2 separate regions of the Mus musculus genome follow, and region 1 is linked to region 2. The links are chromatin contacts, called in public HiChIP or PLAC-seq maps. All regions are on one chromosome and are shown on one strand. Each heading gives the region's core, a stretch centred on a gene start, on an enhancer-like site or on the middle of the called end of the contact. The rest is flanking DNA. Distances are from core to core; before and after follow the strand shown.

Region 1 (3,181 bases), core at 90-2,589, 200 kb after region 2:
TAAAGTCCTGTGTCACTATGGCCGGCTTAAATTGGTTTTTGTAAGGTTAATTTTTAAAAAGATTTATGAATTAGAATTACATTTTAAATGTTTTAACTTTCGCTGTGCCAGGGCCTCATATTAAAAGGGGGGGGGAGGAAGGGAGGGAGGGAGAGAGAGAGAGAGAGAGAGAGAGAGAGAGAGAGAGAGAGAGAGAGAGAGAGAGAGAGAGAGAACGAGCGAGCAGGCAGGGTTTATTGGTACGTCCAGTCTATGCTGAACCCCAGAAAACAGAAAGAAAATGCATCTCCCTCCTATCCCTGGTGCACTTCAGTTAACAATAGCATTCAGTGTTAAGTTGCTGAGGCTGTCCCCCAGCCCTCCCTGTAAGGGAAACTGCTGGAGTCACAAACGGACTCGGGAGAACTCACCTCTATCTGTCTAGCTTGCTTGTTTTAGGTTTTGGATGCTTGTTCGGTTTTGTTTGTTTTAGTTCTTTAACACAGGGTCTCACTTTGTATTCAAAAAGCCAGGAACTCACTATGTAGCCAGGGCTGGGCTCCAAGACCTTCCCGCCCCAGGAATGACAGGCATGAGCCACCATGCCTGGCAACCTAATCTTGTTGAAACTGAAGATGAAGCGCTCATGAGCCTCTCTGTTTGGCTGGGTTCTGAGAAGGGCATATCCTGCTGTGAGTGGCGGGAGGGTGCCGCCAAGTGACAAGCCTGGGCAATGGCTGGAATGTTAAAGCGTGGATGACACACCAAGGACCTCCGACTAACTCTATAAACCAAGGACCTAGATCTAGTCCCAGACTGGGCCCCAGGACTGTCCTGTATGTCCTCCCCCAAGCCGCGTTCCGACACATGGCACGACTGGAGCCCATTTCCGAGATACCCTAGGGCCAGCATCGAGCACCCAAACCCACCAAGCCACGTGGTGCCCTGTAAATCAGCCCCGTGCTCGCTTGGCTTCCGCGTGGCTACTGCTCCCATCACCCCGCGCGCTCCCCAGATTATGACCCCGCCCCTGAGGGGGCGTTCCAACCTGAAGCCCCGCCCACACACGTGCGTGCGCGTGCTCCCTGGGCCTCCTGGGACTGGCGATAGCCAAAGCTGGTCCCTGGGAAGCTTGGGTCTGGTGTCGGCCTCGGTGAGGGCTGTGATGGTCGGGTCAGAGCCGTACATGAGCTGGGCGGTCCTGGGAGAGGCTGTCGTGTGTCGTGGACGACGTCAGATCAGACGCTTGGAGGGGAGCCTGTGGGAGCTTCCAGTTTCGGGCCCAGAGGACCCAGTGCGGTCACTGGCTCCCACGCACGCGCGGAGCTCAGCTCTGCGTCGCCCCCGTGCGGACAGAGGAAGCAGTGCCTGCCTGGCACCCGAGGACTCCTCTGGGCTGCATGCGACCCAGGCACGCGTGGCCACCTAGGCGATCTACTCTCCAGACACCGCCCCCTTCCGTTGATGGACCGGAGGACGGTCTGATGTTGTCATGGCGACGGCTGACCAGTGATTTCCTCTAGCTACTGTGAATCTTACTCTGGACAGAGAGAGCACTGGAGTACGGTTACCCAGCCTCCTTGCTGTGTCCTCAGTCAGTAATCTAAATAGATGAGAATTGATCCCTCCCTAAAGCAGCAAGGCCTTGAACAACAAAGCAACCTTTCCTAAAAGCCTGCTTACCTAGTGAAATCAAAGATCAGTGATAATAAAAGTATTCTTATTCCCAGTTCCTGAAAGTGGGTAATATTTGGACCAGCGAGATGGATCAGTGAATAAAGCGTTTGCTGTGCAAATCTTAGGCCCTGAGTTTGATCCCCAGAGTCCATGCAGATGTAGAAGGAGAAAAATAAGACTCCAGAAAATTGTTGTCTGACCCTCATTTGCATGTAGCTGCATCTCCAATCCCGATAAAAATAAATGGAACAAAAAAATTAAGTTGATAAAATTTAATGAGGCTGATTAAGCTGGGTTCTTACAGAGTACCTTTGTATACATGGTAACTGCGTTCCTTACCAAATTAAGGAGTAGACACTCTTATGTAAGAAGGAAGTTTAGATTCAGAGAAATAACTTGTCCAAAGTTATACTGCGGATGTAGCTCAGTGGTAGAGCACTTACCCAGTGTGTGTGAAACTCTGTTTTCAGTCCTTGGTACAGCAAAGTCAAATACAATGGTAGGCTAAGTTCGTTGTAGTTGTTGTTGTTGCAGACAAGCTCCTATTTAGCCCAGGTTGGCCTTGCAGGCATAGCTGATCTTCAACTTCTGATTATTCTGTTTCTATTCCTCCACCCAAGTGTTTTGCACGGTGTGTGCCACCATGCCCAGTTTGAGTCAGTGCAAGGGATCAAACCCAGGGCTTCATGCATGCTAGATAACACTATCAACTGACCTGCATTCCAGCTTATATCCAGTTCTTTCTTTTAATAAACAATAGCATCATCCTGTTTCCTGCTACCCAGGGGACTTCCACGAATTTCCACGGGTGGAGTTTTCCAGAACTGCCACGTGCAGGATCAGGTTGTTCTTAGCAGACACACATTGCTTTCTATTGGGATTTGTGGTGGTTTGAAAGAAATAGGCTTATAGGGAGGTGTGGCCTTTGTTGGCTTTTAATCCCTATGCCAGTGTGCTGAGGGGTGAATGCTGAAGGATGTGTGGATCATTTAGAAAGAACATTCTAGGGCTAGAGAGATGGTTCAGTGGTTAAGAGCACTGACTGCTCTTCCAGAGGTCCTAAGTTCAAATCCCAGCAACCACATGGTGGCTCACAACTATCTGTAACAGGACCTGATGCCCTGTTCTGGTATGTCTGAAGACACCTATAGTGTACTCATACACATAAGATAAATAAGTAAATCTTTAAAAAGACCATTCTAAACAAGAGAGAGAATTGCACACATAAAGATGCAGGAGCCCAATGTGATAGTGTATGCCTGTAATCCCAGCTCTTACATGGCAGAGGCATGACACTCTTGGGTTTGTGGCTAGTCTAGGCTACAAAAGGAGTTAAAAGGCAGCTTTAACATGTCTCAAAAATTATCCAAATTTTATGACTTTAATTCCAGGACTCTGGAGGCAGAGAGGCAGGCAGATTTCTGTGAGCTTGAGGCCGGCCAGCCTGGTCTACAAAGTAAGTTCCAGGATAGTCAAAACTGCCTGAGAAACTCTGCCTCAAAAAATACCAAAATCAATCAATCAA
Region 2 (3,414 bases), core at 448-2,947:
ACTCAGGGATTTGCTAAGACTCTGGCTGGAAAGATTTGATCCTTCCAGAGGAAATGCCATGACCCTCACCCGCTCATCCCCCATTTCTTTCTGGATTTTCTCTTTCTCCCCAACGCCCCCTTTTGTGTGTGTGGGGGGGAGGGCGCGGGGTGGGAAATGGGAGGGGAGATGCCCCACAACTGTTTGTTATAAAGCTAAAACTACGTCTTCAAAAAAAAAAAAATCACTGCAGATAAGCTCCACACACAGTTCAAGTTCCTAGCTCATGTTTCTGTTTCCTCTGTCTGTTTCTGCAGGAGCATTTTGGTTCCAGGCTCTACTTAACTAGTTCTGGTGGTAGCAACTGCTGCTTTATGTTGTTATTGTTGTTGATTTTGAGACAGGCTTTCTCTGAATAGCCCTGGCTGTCCTGGAACTCACTCTGAGGAACAGGCTAATAATCTCAAATCGGAGACCTGCCTGCCTCCCAAGCCCTGGCATTGAAGGTGTGTGTCATTTTGCCTGGCTGCCACTGCTGCTTTCTGATTCTACCTAAATGATTTCTGGGTCATAGATCTGGAGGGAGACAGGACCCCAGGGCCAGTCTGATAGCACTTCTGGGTCACACTGACTGTTTCTGTGTACAAGTGGGTCTCACCCTTCAACCTTTCCTAAGGAACTCAAAGTCATCAATCATTACTCAACTCTTCTTTCTCTACAGCCAGACCCAGACACAGGGTTCATCCCTCAACAATCGGCTTCAGTAGCATCAGGTGACCCAGCCGAGTAGCTATGTAGGAAATACAGACTAAATCACAAAGCATACACTCCTAAACAAATGTTTTACTTGGGAGGAGGAGGGAAGTCCTTTAAATATGTCTGTCTAGATGGCCTCCTTCATTTCTTCCCTTTTTACCACCTCCCTACACACTCTCTCCATTTCTAATGTGGGGTGTTGTTATGTATATGTGAGGAGTTTGTGTATGTGTATGGGGAGGTGCATAAGACCTGGACTAGTGTGGTGGTACAGGCCTTTAGTCCCCACAATATTAGCAGTACCAGGCCAAGGCAGCTGGATGGATCTATTTGAATTTCAGGCCAACCTTTCTACATAAGGAGTTCCTGGTCAGCCAAGGCTACATAGAGATAATGTCTCAGAAACAAAAAGACTTGAACTGTTCACGTAAGCAGGAGTGCTTTCCATCCCTGTGTGCTCTACAGGCTATTCAGAAGACAGCATGCTCTACCTGCCTAACCTTCATTTTAACTCTGTACTTTAGGGAGGTTTGCACTAGGAGTACACTACTTGTCTTCCTCCGAGGCAGGAAACTTGTGTGTAAGCAACGGCTGCAGAAGAACAAGCAACAGAGGTCCTAACAGCCCAGCATGCCTAACGGTGAGGGGAAGAGGGCTCCATTTATTCCTTTCCAAATTTCTGGTCTATAGTTTCCTCTAGCAGGCTGGGGACAAACTGAAAAACAAGTCACAGTCATCATGTGGTGAGCTTCACTGGGGAAAGGGGTCACTTCTCATCAGTCCTCTTAGGTATGACCAACTCAGGAGCCATCATATTAAAGTTCAGCTGTTTCTCAGGCTGAGGTTATTCTAAAGAAAACAAGAGGGTCCAGAAAGAAGAATCTGTGAGACACACACACAGGCAGGAAGTGTAGCTGAGCCACCAGAGACTAGAATAGAAACAGGAAATGGGCCCAGGGACAAGCATGCAGCTATGTGCAGCACAGGCTCCGGAAGGCACCGGCAGTGTCGGAGCTAGAGCAGTGTGACTGGAACGGAGAAGTGGACCAGCCGGCTCTGCCAGAGCGCAAGTGTTCTGGAAATGATGCTACACGGACATGGTACACTCTGCTCAGAGCAGTCTCACAGACACGGCAGATTGATGGGGAGCCAGGACACAGAACACTCTGGTTCAATTCTAAGTGTGGCCAGACTTTTTAAAATCCCTTTGTTTACCAAAATGCTACCAGTATTTGTCACCCTTAGAAAATAAACCAGCAAATCCTAGACAAGGACTGATGGCTCCTTTACTGTGAAAAGAACAAAAGGAAATGAAAGCAGCATCGTTCAAACCCCTCAAGTTGCCCCAGTCCTAAGCATTCCCACCATGTGTTCCTCCTCCAAAAAGAGCACAAAAGTTGGCTGAGGTCAATGCAGGAGTCATTTCATGCTTTTATTTTAGTGAATACACATGTAAGCAGAGAATGTGAGGGACTCAAGCAGACATACCAAGCATGGTGTTATGCCAACACCAAAAGTGAGAGAGAATGAAGTCCCTACCAAGACCTTTCAGCTTAGGCTTGAAGCCACAACAGAAACCTGCTTGGTCATTAAAAACAAAGCTAACCACATAGCCACATTCCTATAAACTGAGCAGGCAGGTGGGTGTTCAGGATAGCCAGGTCACAGAGTTCCAGACCACTGTCAGTTATTTAACAAAGCAACAGAGATAGACAGAGAAATGAATGTGTCTTAAGCAAAAGAAATATAACGTGTGGGGTTGGGGGCTTGGGGGGACCGACCTAGGAATTATGAGGGAGTTTAAGACGGCAGAGGAATGCTAGGGGCTGAAGCCTGAGGAGCCAGGGTCTCAAAAGTATCCACAAAACAGGTGATGTAATCTCACAAGCAGCGAGTATTGGTATCTCGCTTTAAAGCTCCCAGCCTGGTATTTCTAGTCAGGGCTTCTAACTTATTAGACATGACTGCCTAAATAAGACCAGACAAGGATAACACCAACAGGCATGGAAGGGTAACCCAAGACAAAGAACTACTGGCAACTGAGGAACAGGAAGAAAAATAGCCTTCTCCATTAAAGAACACAGCAATCCGTGACCCCAATGCCCAATCTCACCTCTGAAAACAAACTTATGGGGCTGGAGAGGTGGCTCAAGAACACTGACTGCTCTTCCAGAGGGCCTGAGTGCAATTCCCAGCAACCACACGGCAGTCCACCACCGTCTACAATGGAATCTGATGGCCTGTTTTGGCATGCAGGCATACATGTAAACAGAGCACTCATACATAAAATACACAAAAATGCAAATTAAAAAAATGTCTAGAAAACATACACAGGCACACACCTTTAATCCCAGCACTCTGGGAAGCAGAGGCAGAAAATCTCTGTGAGTTCTCTGCCTCCCAGATATACTGATTGAGTTCCAGGTCTACACAGAAAAACTGTCTATAATAAAACAAACAAAACCACACAAGCATTACACAAACTGAGTAGGTTGAATTGATTTAGAATCAACCCATTTATCTATCTATCATCCATCCAACGTTTCAAGCCTTGGGTCAACTGGATGAGGTGCCTACTACTTAACAGATCAAAGTGGATCTGGCAGCCAGGTTCTCCCTACCAGTTACAAGGCACCCCTGGCTGGCATACCCAGTCCCCTACCCTGAATTCTCCGACCC

Evidence for each region. HiChIP or PLAC-seq counts read pairs in DNA pulled down with a chosen protein or histone mark.
Region 1: a contact with region 2 is called in an H3K4me3 HiChIP or PLAC-seq map of bone marrow-derived macrophages, with 5 times the contacts expected there. The contact joins two enhancer-like sites. A contact is called at or near these places in 4 of 115 datasets of contacts at active chromatin or transcription factors (bone marrow-derived macrophages, effector CD8 T cells, embryonic stem cells and 1 more).

What each region holds. Positions count from the first base shown.
Region 1 is chr4:133,909,737-133,912,917 of GRCm38.p6, forward strand. No RefSeq gene overlaps it. Among named protein-coding and RNA genes, the nearest start is that of Rps6ka1, 24 kb to the left of the region's middle. Within about 2 kb of position 1,340, at least 347 of the 459 cell types and tissues checked have an H3K27ac peak or open chromatin away from gene starts, as enhancers often do. A contact at or near this core is called in bone marrow-derived macrophages, effector CD8 T cells and microglia, where this site is marked.
Region 2 is chr4:133,705,419-133,708,832 of GRCm38.p6, forward strand. The region is part of intron 4 of Arid1a (AT rich interactive domain 1A (SWI-like)); the gene reads right to left. Among named protein-coding and RNA genes, the nearest start is that of Mir7227, 10 kb to the right of the region's middle. Within about 2 kb of position 1,698, at least 203 of the 459 cell types and tissues checked have an H3K27ac peak or open chromatin away from gene starts, as enhancers often do. A contact at or near this core is called in bone marrow-derived macrophages, effector CD8 T cells and microglia, where this site is marked.